3 separate regions of the Mus musculus genome follow, and regions 2 and 3 are each linked to region 1. Evidence: chromatin contacts called from public HiChIP or PLAC-seq and promoter capture Hi-C data. All regions are on one chromosome and are shown on one strand. Each heading gives the region's core, a stretch centred on a gene start, on an enhancer-like site or on the middle of the called end of the contact. The rest is flanking DNA. Distances are from core to core; before and after follow the strand shown.

What was found. Promoter capture Hi-C pulls out the DNA fragments that hold promoters and counts their contacts. HiChIP or PLAC-seq counts read pairs in DNA pulled down with a chosen protein or histone mark.
Region 2: a contact with region 1 is called in a promoter capture Hi-C map of stem cell-derived epiblast-like cells, with 9 times the contacts expected there. The contact joins the promoter of Blnk here to the promoter of Cc2d2b in region 1. A contact is called at or near these places in 12 of 39 promoter capture datasets (the 3T3-L1 cell line, 3T3-L1-derived adipocytes, the C10 cell line and 8 more), 1 of 15 datasets of contacts at CTCF or cohesin (pro-B cells), 14 of 484 Hi-C or Micro-C datasets (the AML12 cell line, CD4 T cells, the P5424 cell line and 10 more), 9 of 115 datasets of contacts at active chromatin or transcription factors (the 230-238 cell line, bone marrow-derived macrophages, embryonic stem cells and 3 more) and 3 of 9 other capture datasets (adipose tissue, liver and pancreatic islet).
Region 3: a contact with region 1 is called in a CTCF HiChIP or PLAC-seq map of pro-B cells, with 13 times the contacts expected there. The contact joins the enhancer-like site here to the promoter of Cc2d2b in region 1. A contact is called at or near these places in 2 of 15 datasets of contacts at CTCF or cohesin (large pre-B cells and pro-B cells), 19 of 484 Hi-C or Micro-C datasets (the 63-12 cell line, B cells, the C10 cell line and 9 more), 7 of 115 datasets of contacts at active chromatin or transcription factors (the 230-238 cell line, bone marrow-derived dendritic cells, bone marrow-derived macrophages and 3 more) and 2 of 9 other capture datasets (embryonic stem cells and liver).

The regions. Positions count from the first base shown.
Region 1 is chr19:40,746,558-40,750,850 of GRCm38.p6, reverse strand. It overlaps Cc2d2b (coiled-coil and C2 domain containing 2B), which reads right to left and starts at 2,034. Exons shown (of 35, transcript NM_001376940.1): 1 at 1,963-2,034.
Region 2 is chr19:40,992,106-40,996,398 of GRCm38.p6, reverse strand. Blnk (B cell linker) reads left to right here and starts at 2,178. Exons shown (of 17, transcript NM_008528.5): 1 at 2,178-2,387. The coding sequence starts at 2,341.
Region 3 is chr19:40,933,831-40,938,123 of GRCm38.p6, reverse strand. It overlaps Blnk (B cell linker), which reads left to right. Exons shown (of 17, transcript NM_008528.5): 14 at 397-473; 15 at 1,768-1,851; 16 at 3,542-3,697. Among named protein-coding and RNA genes, the nearest start is that of Zfp518a, 41 kb to the right of the region's middle. Within about 2 kb of position 1,968, at least 36 of the 459 cell types and tissues checked have an H3K27ac peak or open chromatin away from gene starts, as enhancers often do. A contact at or near this core is called in embryonic stem cells, epiblast stem cells and pro-B cells, where this site is marked.

The DNA.
Region 1 (4,293 bases), core at 785-3,284:
GGATCCACTGTCATACAGTTCGACACTTCTAGTTTTGTTTTTTTTTAATTTAATATTTTAATTATTTACTTTACATCACAATCACGCCTCCCTCCCCTAATTCCCCAATCCCATCCCCCTCTCCTCTGAGCAGGTGGGGGCCCCTTGGGTATCCCCCTACCTTGGCACTTCAAGTCTTTGCAAAGCTAGGAGCTTCTTCTCCCACTGAGGCCAGACAAGGCAGCCCAGCTAGAAGAACATATCCCTCGTACAGGCAAATAAACTCTGCAACTGACGAGATGAGGAGGAGGGGGCATCTCCAAGAGAGACAGAGAACTGGGATAAGAAAGGCACCCAAGAATCAATGGGAGTGACCTTAGCTGTGACTCACAACTTTGGGGATATGGAACTTGACAAGACCACTTCCCATTAGCCAGGCAGGAACCCCGGTGGAGCCATTAGAGACACCAACCCACCCACCAAACTTTCAACCCCAAATTTATCCTGTCTATTAGAAATGTAGGCCCCAGGGATGGAGCAGAGACTGAGGGAATGGCCAATAAGAACTGTCCCAACTTGAGACCCAGCCAACGGGGCAAGCACCAATCCCTGACACTATTAATGATACTCTGTTATGCTTGCAGACAGTTGTGTTTCTTATGTCGCGTTCTTCAGAATTTCTTTTATTTGAGCTAGAACGTTGTGCCAAAAAAAATATATTCCAATAAAAATTCAAACAGTGGGCTGCATTTTGTCCAAATAAAAATCCACTAAACACATAGCATCAACTATCCTTTAGGAGCAGGTTACAGAAAAAGCAGAATTTAACAAAAGCCTCCCACCAGCCATATTCTTTAATAAGCATCAGGACCCTCAGATATTTTACTACCTGACAGGTTCAGAAATTCTTATCTTTTACTTATCTGTGATTTTTCCCCCTAAATCAAGAAGTGGGAATCTCGGCCCAGGCTCAGCTGGAGATGCATGTCTGAAATCCTAACACAGGAGAAGCTGAGACAGGAGGACCCAAGGAATGCATGCATGGCCCGAAAAGAAACCTTCTGAACTGTAAACTGGTATCTTTGGGAAACATCAAAACCAAGTTCCCTGTGCTCTCAAGACCAAGAAGATTTCACTTCTGCCCCTTTGCCCCCTCAAAGCCCTACAGCATGGTTTGAGGAAGGCGTGCAGGTGACACAGATTGTCCTATGGACTGAAGGCTTGTATCTAACACACCCAAGGCAATGTAATGATGCTACCTGGAAACTGATCTTGAGAATTATCAGAGTGCACTGGATTACCGACGGAGCACGGACACCGGGTCTAGTGAAACTGGCGAGAGTCCTGTGCTGTTTATATTCTAGGTCGAAGAGCCATCTCTGGGTCTGGACTCCAGTCTCAATTGGAGAAACCCTGAGGCCCTTCTCAGTGCGAGGGCCCTCGGGCCACACTTGCCACCTAGGGGTGAAGCAAGACTGCTTTTTCCTGGTCATCACTTTGCTTTGAGTTTTGTAACTTTTCTCAATGGACTGCACGCCACATTTCGAGCCTAATTCGCATCCTGTAGTCTTCTAGGGACTTTCTCCTAGCTCTTGTACCTGCCTTCTGTCAGTACTTACCTTGAAGTAAGTTCCGCTTGAAGTAAATTACCTTGAAGTAGTTCCGCTGATTCTAAGGTGTTGTCCTAATGCTTACCCTAGCAAAGAGTTCAACTCCAGCCGCCCAGCCTCCTCCACTCAGGAAATATTTTTCTGACCGGAACTTAATCCAAACCCCTCCCTGACCTCGAAGCTGTGAAATGTACACGTTTTCACCCCTATTCCTAAAACCGGGATGACTGGCAGGTGGCGCGGTTCCGTGCCCTCTCTTGCCACTTCACCTAGTTGCCTTGTTATCCCAGCCCCAGGATTCCGCACAGAGGAGGGGTGCATCCCCAGTGTACTCTGGTACCGTCATGGGGACCTTGAGAGATAAGACATTCACCTGATGGACACTGCTTTTCGATGCGTCTGGGAAGTGAAGACAGATCCTGAGCAGCTATCAACGCCTACAGCCGAAGAGCATGCGCAGTGCGAGCGTTTTTGCCCTCTGCCCCTCCCCTCCCCAGCCATCTGGTTCTGATCCAGCCTCAGTGCATGAGATCTCCTCGTGCACCTGAGCTAACCCTCCCCCCCCCCCCCGCATCCCTCGGGCCTCTCTTGCCCCTCCCTTTGGGGTGGGGGTTAGTGGCGGCTTAAGAACTGCATGCGCCACGCCACGGAGAGGGGACAGGAGAGCGGGTGCGCAGTGTGGATGCTTTTCATTTCAAGAGACTGGTGTCTGGCCCCATGCCACAGCCCTCAGTGCAAACAATTTTTTTTTCAGAGCTTGCAATTCGTGTCACAAATTTAATATCTTTTAAGTCTTGGGCTGGGTGCTGGAGAGCAAGCGATGAGGAGCACTTACTGCCCTTACAGAGGCCCGCGTCCCAGCACCCAGTTAGGTGGCCCACAACCGCCTGCCTGTAACTCCTGATGCCCTCTTCTGGCCTGGCTAGCACCTGCATTCACACATATACATATCCTCCCACACCCATAGAAACATAATTAAAAATAAAATAAATCTATGAAGGAGAAGTAGTGGTAGTTTGGGGCTGGGGAGATGGCTCAGCACATAGACTGTAATGTCAGTGAAGTTAAGATTCCCTGAACCCACGTAAGGCCAGGCAAGTGTGGAGACAGCCGCAGGAATCCCCCAGGGCAAGCTCTGGGTTCCAGAAGAGAGCAAAGTCTCAGCAAATAAAGTGTAGTATGATGGCAGAAGACAACCAGCGTCACACTGTGGCCTCCGCAAGCCGACCTACACCACGAACGCACCATCGCAGGCAGTAAATGAATAAACAAATCAAACAGCGGTATGTCCCCACCCTGCAAGCCTCTTTGTTCCTTGTTAAAATAATGATGACCTAAACAGAACTGATACAGTTGGGAGTTTGCAAGTGGGGCTGAGCACAGTGATGTGTGTCCCTTCATTCCAATATGCTGTTTTTATGAACCTCTTTCTGTGTCCGCCCCATTGAGCCGTTAGCCTGAGATTCTGAAGACACTTAGGAGGTCTTTAAAACTTAACGGGCCTCGAGAAAAGGGACGTAGGGAAATAGAGCAGCTGCAAAGGTGACTGCCCAGGCGAGGTAGAGACCCTGCGGCACAAGGGAACGAACTCAGAAGTTCCACTTGCCTCATTATCTGAAAAAGCAAACAAACAAAAAACGACTTACTGTTAACTGTGTCCACGCCTCAAAATTTATTTGGACAAATTCTCATTCCAAATAAAATCCTTGTTGTCTAGGGCTCATCTGGTATAGCAATTTAAGAGCAATGGTGGTAGATTCTTGTCGTTTGGGTTGTGAGCTTAGCCCTTAGGGGCCAGGCCATCTCTACAGTCCAACAGCAGAGTCAGAAAGCAGAGTCAAGAGTGTTTCCCTTACATACTGATGTCACGGATTAAATGGGAAATGTCTGCATGTTGCAAGCATCACAGAATATGATGAACTTTAAGAACATTTAATTTCCAGGATTATCAACCAGTGCTATGCATTTTTTAAAAGTACACATGGTGTGTGTGTGTGTGTGTGTGTGTGTGTGTGTGTGTGTGTGCTACAATGTATTATTGCTATTATACCTAAGCATTAAGTATATGGGTCCAAATACCTAAGTCAAGATAATGTAGGATTCAAGATCTCCTACCAAAGAGTTTATCGAACAGATGTTGAGGAATTCTAAATATTTTCAAGGTTAAAGAGCATTTCCTATCAGAGGGGAGGGAGTCGGAGTAAGAATTGACATCCAGTAGATATTTCAAACTAGTGGTCTAATCTCACATGCAGAACTGTTTTGATTCAGGCTATAATATATTTTTTTAACTGCTCTAGCTACAGATCAGATTTCATAGAACATTTTTAATTTCTTGGCAAAGAATTAGAAAGACATCTGCACAGGCAGGCAGGCAGGCAGGCAGGCAGGCAGGCAGGCAGGCAATCATCCAAGGCAGCAATAGTTACTGAGAAGTCGTCTACAGTGTCTTCTGTGCACAGAGAAAGCCTTTTTGTTTAGCCCAGTGCTGCCATCCATAGGACGGTATTGCCACCTGCACTCAGGGTTGGCCTGCCCACTTCAATTAACCCTATCTAGAAAACTGGTGAGCCTCATTTAGACGGTCTCTCACTAGCTTGTCTCCTAGGAGATTGCAGACCCTGTCGGATTGACAGCTAATATTGACCACTACATCTGAGGTACTAGCTCTGTTCTGACAGTGTCACCACATGGAAGACGTATC
Region 2 (4,293 bases), core at 929-3,428, 250 kb before region 1:
AAAGCAAGCTGGTGTTCAGTGGTGCAGCACTTGCACGGCTTGCCCAAGGCCCCGAAGGAGGGAATAGCAGCGCTTCACTGAACATTCTTGCATGTGACCTTGGTTTATCAGCTTAGAAATGTCTCATAGACCCTATGACCTACCCTCACAAACATGTGCACCATTTAACACGAACCTCCTTCCAAAGTGATTGTGCCATATGGCTTTCTCCGTGGTATGTGTGACTCACAGTTGTTAAAAGGCATTTGTCGTGGTACTTTGGTGATTCAGTCATCTGTGTACCTGCTGTTGTAGACTGGGCCTGGCTGCTCTTCAAGGCATAAGCTGTGGAGTCACACTGTGTGGTCTCACTTCATTAACAAGTCAGCAGCTGAGATTTGGTAACCGGTTCCCAGTCGTGATCAACCCTTCTTGGCAAGCCGTGGCAGCAGGAAAGCCACTGGGTCAGGCTTGGATCATTGAACTGACCCACTCCACACACTCCACACCACACGGGGCAGAACTGCAACACACCGGCCTGGAAAAGCAGTTTCTCGTTTTCATCGTGTCGGACTTGAATACAGTAAAAAGAAGAAAGACAAGCGGCTGTAAAAAGAAAAAGCAGAAGTGGAACCCTCGACCCTCTCTCTTTCTCTGGGGAAATAAGAAGTTGCCAGACCAGGTGCTCGACAGAGTTGGTGGAGAGGAAAGTCCGCAGGTCAATTGGAAGCATTTTACAACCATCCAGAAGGAACAAAAGGCTATTATCACCCCCCTGGCCAGACTCTCCTGACCCTTGATGACATCATATATGGTTTTTATGTTCCTTTCTGCTAAGAGCTGTGGGAAGGGCGGGGCAGGGAACTAGATCTCCTTCAGGATACATTGCAAGAAAACCGTGCAGGCAGATTAGAGAAAGGCAACAGTTACGGGAAGCAAGTGTCTGCATTTCTCTCCTGATGCCCTACTCTTCTGCAAAGGGACCTCACCCTTCAACCACTCTGAGGCATCAGCTCTCGGACATCCTGAAGAATGGCAAATTCAGATATAGTGCATGAACGTGAACAGTCAAGGAACCAGGAGGACCGAAGAGCTCCTCTTTGAACAAAGAACCTGGGGGTGGGGGTGGGCAGGGGCGGGAAGAAATCCGGGTTTGCTCTCTGTCTCTTCTCCTCCCTTCTCTGGCCTGGTCCTCCTTCCCACTCTCTCCTCAGCCAGGCCCTTGAAGCTATAACAGGAGAGATAACTGAAATCCCTCCACTCTGTCTCCCTCCAACCCCCCGTGCATTCTTTAGACCCAGGTCGATGGTCCTTTGATAATGTTCAGAACGTAATCTCCTTTCACAAAGGTGACTAGGATGTGCCAGGTGAGTGGGGGTGGGGGTGTTCAGGTCCAAGGGGAAGAAAGAACACGCCCTCTCATTTTTTTGTTTTTTGTGTTTTGTTGTCTCGAGGAGTATAGCAGAACTGTCTAGATGGGGTCAGAGGCAGGTGTGGGATTTCACTGTGCTTGGGATACCCCTACACCTGACATGTCGCACTGGGTGTGATGAGAGGGGAAGACATGGAGGGGAGTTAGGAGGCATCCGCCTGATGTCATGTGTTGGGAAATCACTAGGCTTGTCCTCAGCTGACTTTTGAGTGTATCCTGTCTTTATTTGAAAATGGCAAGCTTTCAGCAAGGCAACTCCTGACTCCACACAGCATACGATAGGGTCGCCTTTCCCCACCCCTAAGTGACCTTGACCTTGCACAAAGAATTACCTATCACATTTTAAATGACCACTGCTGTGACCTCGGTGACAAGAACTGTCCATTTCATGTCTTAGTTCTTAAGAAGAAGAGGCTAACCCATGGCTTAATGCAAATGAGCAGAAAGCCCCCAAAGAGCCATCCAGATATAATTGATTATTCAGCTTTTCCTTGTACCTAAGAAGTGGCAGGGTGACTCTGGCCATCTGCTAAAAACAGGGACTACCTAAGGTTTGGGACAAACAGGAAGTAGTGCTCAGTCAGAAACTTATCCAACCTGGCAACACACCTGATCATAAAAGAGCTACTGGAAGGGATTTGCATGCCCAATAAGGTTTCACTACCGAAGTTTACACAACGCACAGTAATCAGCCAGGCTGGCTGACTCCCTGGATCACATGACCTCGTAGAAACATGAAACTTGGCGATGCGCTCCAGCGAGTTTTACTTCCCCTGTGCAGGGGTGTTTGCCAGCAGCCTGTGGGTTGCTCGCAGAAGTCAGTTCCAGTGGCTTGAGTTCTTGAGGCCAGAGCCTTACCATGCTGCTCCCCAGGAAGTCCAGGAGCTGCTGACACCCCCCTGGACAGCGACACATCCTCTCTCAAGAAAATGGACAAGCTGAATAAGATAACTGTCCCTGCCAGCCAGAAGCTGAGGTAAGAGATTCCCTTCGGAGCCTTATTCCTCTTCTTTGCCCTCTAGGGCTCCTCCAGCGCTCAGAGGCACCAAAACCTTGGGATACTTGACCAGTGCCAATCGGTTAGCAATGGCTATAGGGAAGTAGATCAGCTTTTTAAAGAAACGTGTAGGAGGAGTGAAGGAACCTGCTTTGGCTGGTTTTTGCCAGGGATGGGACAAAGAGTGAAGCTCTGGGAAGGCAAGAAGATAGAAAATTTGATGGCCCACATGCTAGCAACAGCCAGCTTTCTGAGTCTGAGGAGGGGCTCATCCATGGTGTGAAGAGCGTTTGTAGTCACTGTCGCTTACTGACTCTTGTTTGTTTTGTGGGTGTTCACCCTAAGTTTATTGGGGGAACTACGCGTCTCTCCAGTACCCTCATGACTATCTATTTTAGAATGTCAGATGGCTCACTGGATAAAGTGCTGAATGTGCAGGTCTGATGATCTAAGTTCCATGCCCACAACCCAGATAAAAAACGGAAAGAGAAGCAACTCCACAAAGCTGTCCTTGGACTCCACAGTCACTGCCAGCCTGGCACATGCATGCCCTGACACATCATGCCCACACACATTTCACACACACATACACACACACATACTGATAATAACAATAACCATTTTAAAAAACAGCTTTGGCAATTTAAAGAAATATATACTAAGAAAGAATAAGCCAGCAGTGGCCTAAGGCATACATACGTCAAGAGACCATGCAAAGATGACTTCCCAGTTTTTGAGTTTGAAGAGCATTGTCTTCTGAAGTGGGGCTGATGACTCTCAGAGGCTGGAACTTTCAAACGTTTAAGGGTGTGTTATATTCCATGTGCAGGCTAGAACTTTGGACTTTCATGAGGTCATACTTAAGGGATGGAGCACTGGAGAGTCTGAGACAAATGACAAGAAAAGACATGGAGTTGATAGAAGGACAGTCTTTCACGGTGGCACATGGGTCTTCTCACTCTGAGGGGTTTGGTAAGAGGCAGACTGAGAGGTACTAAGGGGTCCAGACCAGCGGGCAGCATCAGCTGGTCAGCCATTTTATAGAGGATACCCAGGAGAGCCACAGAGCCTTTAACATGGAAGTTAGAAGGTCCCACAGGCACCCTCCATCTTCTGCTGTGCATCTCACGGAAGGGAAGGGTAGAGCAGACATCGTAGAAATAATAAGGGGGCCACGAAGTGGAGAAGAGGATTGGAGTAGCAGAGACATCTTCATGAAGATGATGCTTCAAGAATTAAGCCTCTGAGAGGCAGCTGAGAAAACAGATGGAGAGCTGAGGGAAACAGGTTACATGCTGAGGGGGCTGTAACCTCACACGTACAGGCTGATGCGAGTGCAGTCTCAAATGTGGGCTGGTGAGAAAAGTCCTGCCTAGCAGAGGCCACAGAGTGGAACGTATGGGGTGAGAGGGCCCTGGGAAATTGGTCCTGTCTAATGGGGCCAGCTGGAAAAGAGCCACTTGGGGGCGGGGGGGGGGGGTCTAACCATACAGAGTTGGGCAGCGGCTGTGCTGTTAGGGAGTGATCAGGACGGATTGCATAGGGGAAGCTGAAGGTACAGATCCTGGGGGTGCTGGGGATATAACTATCCCCAGCATCTAGAGTTAAAGGCACAGCACTGAGAAGGGACAAGCAGGGAGAAGTCAGAGGACCTGGCAGAGAACTGACAGGGTCTCCTGTCGAGGCTGCTCTGAGCAGAGGTCCCAACGGTCCCTAACCTAAAGCCGCTCAAATGCTCAGAATGCGCTCCAGAGAACCTAGATGAGGATCGAAATAAAGAGAGCAATAGAATTTTAATCACTTTACGATCCCTCCCGGTGAGACAAAATTCCGTCTAACCATGGAGTGGGTGGTGGGCATTATGTAATTATATTATAGGCGAGAA
Region 3 (4,293 bases), core at 719-3,218, 190 kb before region 1:
TTTACTTACTCCTAAGACAGGGTCTCACTGTGTAGCCCAGGCTGGCCTTGAACTTGGGCTCCCCCTGCCTCAGTTTCCTAGTAACTAATATTACAGACTGCATTGCCAGGTCCACCTTGGCAGAATTTTTAAATTCTGGAGCCAACAGTCTATTGCTATGCTTGTTGCAATAGGTGAGGAAAACTTAGGCTTTTCAAAGATGAGATTTGCCAACAACAAAGACCTCTCAAACATCTGGAAGGATCTTGAGGATTTAAAGGGGTCCTGAAGCCCCGCTCTGAGCAGTCCTGAGGAGTTTTCAGCTCTGTGTGTGGCCCTGAGAGCTCCTGCAGTAGTGAGGCACTGTACCTGCACAGAAACGACTGAAGATTCATGGAGTTTTCAAATCTCTTCCAGGGTTCCCAGAAGCGGGGAGCCCAGCTGCAGATGGACCGTTCCACAGCTTCCCATTTAATTCGACGTTTGCAGACCAGGTAGGGCATGAGCTTGACATCGGTGGATTATTTCCAGTGGATTTCAGGAAAGGGCATGTCTTCTGAGAAGACAGCTTGGAGTATGGCTCAGGATGGAGTCTGGATTTTAACTGAGTTGGTCCGATGGATGCAGAATGTCCTGTGTTTTTTTGTTTTGTTGTGTTTGTTTGTTTGTTTGTTTGTTTGTTTCAGTGACTAAGAGAGACCTCGCCCCATTTATTCTTGTTTCTATTCCAGGCGCCCCAAATAACAGTGTTTCTTTAAAACAATGAGGGAATGTGTTGTTTTTGTTGTTAGTCCTCTCACATTTATTTAAACTTTATAATTTCCTCAGAATAGACCTGTGGAGGCTTAGGATGTTAAAGCCTCTATCAAACGGAACAGCATAAAGAGACAGAAAGGACACTGTGTGCCCTTGAAGGTGACACGTGAACAAGTTGCATTGAGGATTTGAATCCGATTTCCACCCCCCAAAAAATAGAATAGAAGAAAATGAAATAAAAAAAGGAGTGAGATGCTATCTGTGTACTTCTAATCCCAGCCGGGAGAGACAGAAACAGGAGATCCCCAGGGTGGGCTGGCAGCCAGCCTAGCTTAGTCCTTGAGCTCCATCCCAGTGAGTGATGCTCATTCAAACGCAAGGAGGACAGCGCCCGAGGAAGCAGCATCTAGTGATGATATGTGGCACACTTGCACATGTGCTTGTGTGCACGGGTGCACCCACTCCCATGCACATATAAACACACACACACTGACATGATGAAGCACTCTATGAAGCATCAAGAATAAATAAAAACACGGTTGGGAAGATGGCTCGGCAGTTAAGGGCACTGACTGCGCTTCTAGAGGACCCAGGTTCAATTCCCAGCACCTACATGGCAGCTTACAACTGTAACTCCAGGATCAAACAACCACACTGATACATACATGCAGGCAAAACACCAATACACATAAAATAAAAATAAATAAAAAATTTTAAAGAGAATATTAGCACAATAAAAAAAAGAGTAAATAATTCATTCAGGAGAAAAATGCTTCAGGAATCTAGTGAGGTCCATTTATGTTTTAAGACTAAATTTACAGCTTAAGGCCAAATGGGAATGAGCTAGCTAGCCACATAATCTCTGTGGTTGTTCAAAGGAAGCGCGAAACAAACTCATTTTGACATTACTGGTAAAGATGTTGATTATTGTTCCCGTCTTTGGTTTTGCAAAATGGGCCACTTAAGCACATAGGTTAAATTTTCATTTCCTTTGAGAACCATCTCCTGTTTCACAATGCTTCTGTCTCCCAGGAGGCTGAACTGCTCGGTAAGCCCTGGTATGCTGGCGCCTGTGACCGCAAGTCTGCTGAAGAGGCCTTGCACAGATCCAACAAGGTTGGGACACCTAAAAACTTAAGCCAACTAGTAGTTGCATGGGTTAGGGGCAGGGGCAAGTTCCGGGTACTTGGCCTTCAGAGCACCTGCTGCTTTGTTCTTTCATCTCCTTCCTGTTTGTCTTTCAATTCAAGGCTCCAGGGGGCCCACTACCCTCAAACAATAGAGAGAAGTAGGAGGCAGGGAGGTCTGGGGAGACCTGATGCAGCCGGAGCCCAGGCTCTGAGGAGCAAGGGAAGAGAGGACAGGCTATTTTGAACCAACTCACGGGACTTAGGATATAGATAAAGGCAGAAGATAGACCTAGAAACATTTTTTTGAGAGCTCAACACTGGGGACAGATGGGACAGTGGAAGATTAAAGTTTCCTTTTCACTTCCTCTGTTCTCCCATTTAAAAAACAAAACAAAAACAAGCAAACAAAAAACCCTCAAATCCCTGGGAAAATGTCACCAATCAGCTGCTGAGGGTTTTTTGCTCTGCCTAGACGGAAATCGTCGGTAGATCAGAAGGCCTTCTAAGGCTGCCTCCAACAAGTTAAAGTTTTCCTCGGTTTTTGCTTCTTTCTTGTCCAGCTCATTCTGGTTAGGGAAAAAGTAGATCTCCCTTGTATGGGGCCCAGTGCAGGAAAGGTGGCCCTAGAGAGAGACTGGGTTGGGGAGAGGGTGTGTTTTGGAGCAATAACAACCTGTTTGAATGGGCCAATCACATCCTTACTTTCTTATGACTCACAATCCTAGAGGCTTGTGTTTTGAACCAACCCCTGTCGACCTCCTTAGCTAGTCCCCCAGGGAAGGGCTATCGGGCTTGTGCTTAAATGGTCAGGGCTTCCCAGAGGTCGGTGAGGTTCCAGCTTTGCTGTCACTGTTACGGTGAGCCTTGGTTGACTCCGTCCGCCGCCTTTGGAGCCAGGACAGTCAGCCGCAAGGTTTTCAGAGTTGTTGTCCTCAGGCCTCTGTGACTCTTGGGTGGTCATCACAGTCTGGCCCACGACACTGCAGTCCATTTTTAAACGCTGTGGCTGTCTCCGTTGGCTTACTTTGGGTCACACATGAAATCTATTAGACCTTACTTAGTCTATGGAAACCTCGTAAATTTTATTCCTTTGTTTCTGAGGAATAAATAATAGGTCTTTTTTGTCTTTTCAAATTCCTTCCTAAGGCTGAACACCAGTTTTGCATTTCTTCTTCCTATCTTTTAGGTCATGTTTTGCTATAATTTTTTAAATGTATGATTCTAAGCTATTTTAATAAAATATTTAATACACGTTGAATTTTTTAAATAGTTTTTCTACCTTAAAATAAATCTATTGAGGGGAACGTTTTCTTAAGCTAAAAGCTTGAATTTCCAGCCTCTGCCTTCCTACTGTCTAGATTTTTACTTAAGGAACTTATAAACATGGGCTCTAACTCGAAAGACTCTCGTCAGTGATCTTACCGTGTCCTTTTATGTTTCTAAATCCCAGCAAGCACAATGCCTCAGTCGGCACATTACATGCTAGTACTGGCTTCACTCAAGTTTGTCTGAGTATCCGTTTTAATAAACAGTATTATTCATGGAAAATAATACAACAAATTCTAATCAAGAACAAAACCATGGAGCTAAATACTATCTGAAAGTGATAAAATACTCTTCACAAACTGAATCTAGCTTAAGGAACTATAACTAATACTATCATTCTGCCTAAACAGGATGGATCGTTTCTTATTCGGAAGAGCTCTGGCCATGATTCCAAGCAGCCGTACACCCTAGTTGCGTTCTTTAACAAGCGAGTGTATAATATTCCTGTACGGTTTATTGAAGCAACCAAACAGTATGCTTTGGGAAAGAAGAAAAATGGTGAAGAGGTTAGTAGCCGCTATTTCTCTGTTTCTTTATTTCCTTATTTTGAGACACGGGCATAATATGTAGCCTAGGTGGGCCTAACAACACTCCCTAGTCCAGGCTGGCCTTGAACTCGTAATCCTCCTGAGTATAGGATTTCGGGAAAGTATCACTGCGGCTGGCTGGTAACTTCTCTTCAGCTCAGCTCTATATCTATGTGTTGAACACAGCGGCACATTGCTCTTTTAGGTGCCAGAGATAAAGGAAAAAAGTGAGAAAGTACTTGGTCTTAGGGTTGTTATATATGTCATAAGTAGGAAATAAGGTGAAATATCATGATTTGATATACTATTTAATATAGTATATGATGCACATTGTGTAGTAGTATATCCTGTGGGAAGTCGGAAGAAAATGTGATGCCTATGCTAGTATTTTTGTTTAACTTTTAAATTACATATGTCTGTGTATATGGTGTGCATGTGTCGCAGGGGTTCTATGAAGGCCCAAGGCTAATATTTAGAAGTGTTTCTTGATTGTTCTTCACCTTATTTCTTAAAGAAGGGTCTTTTGATTGGATATGGCTACTCTAGCAAGCCTCTTGTTCCAGGTGTCCCCTGGG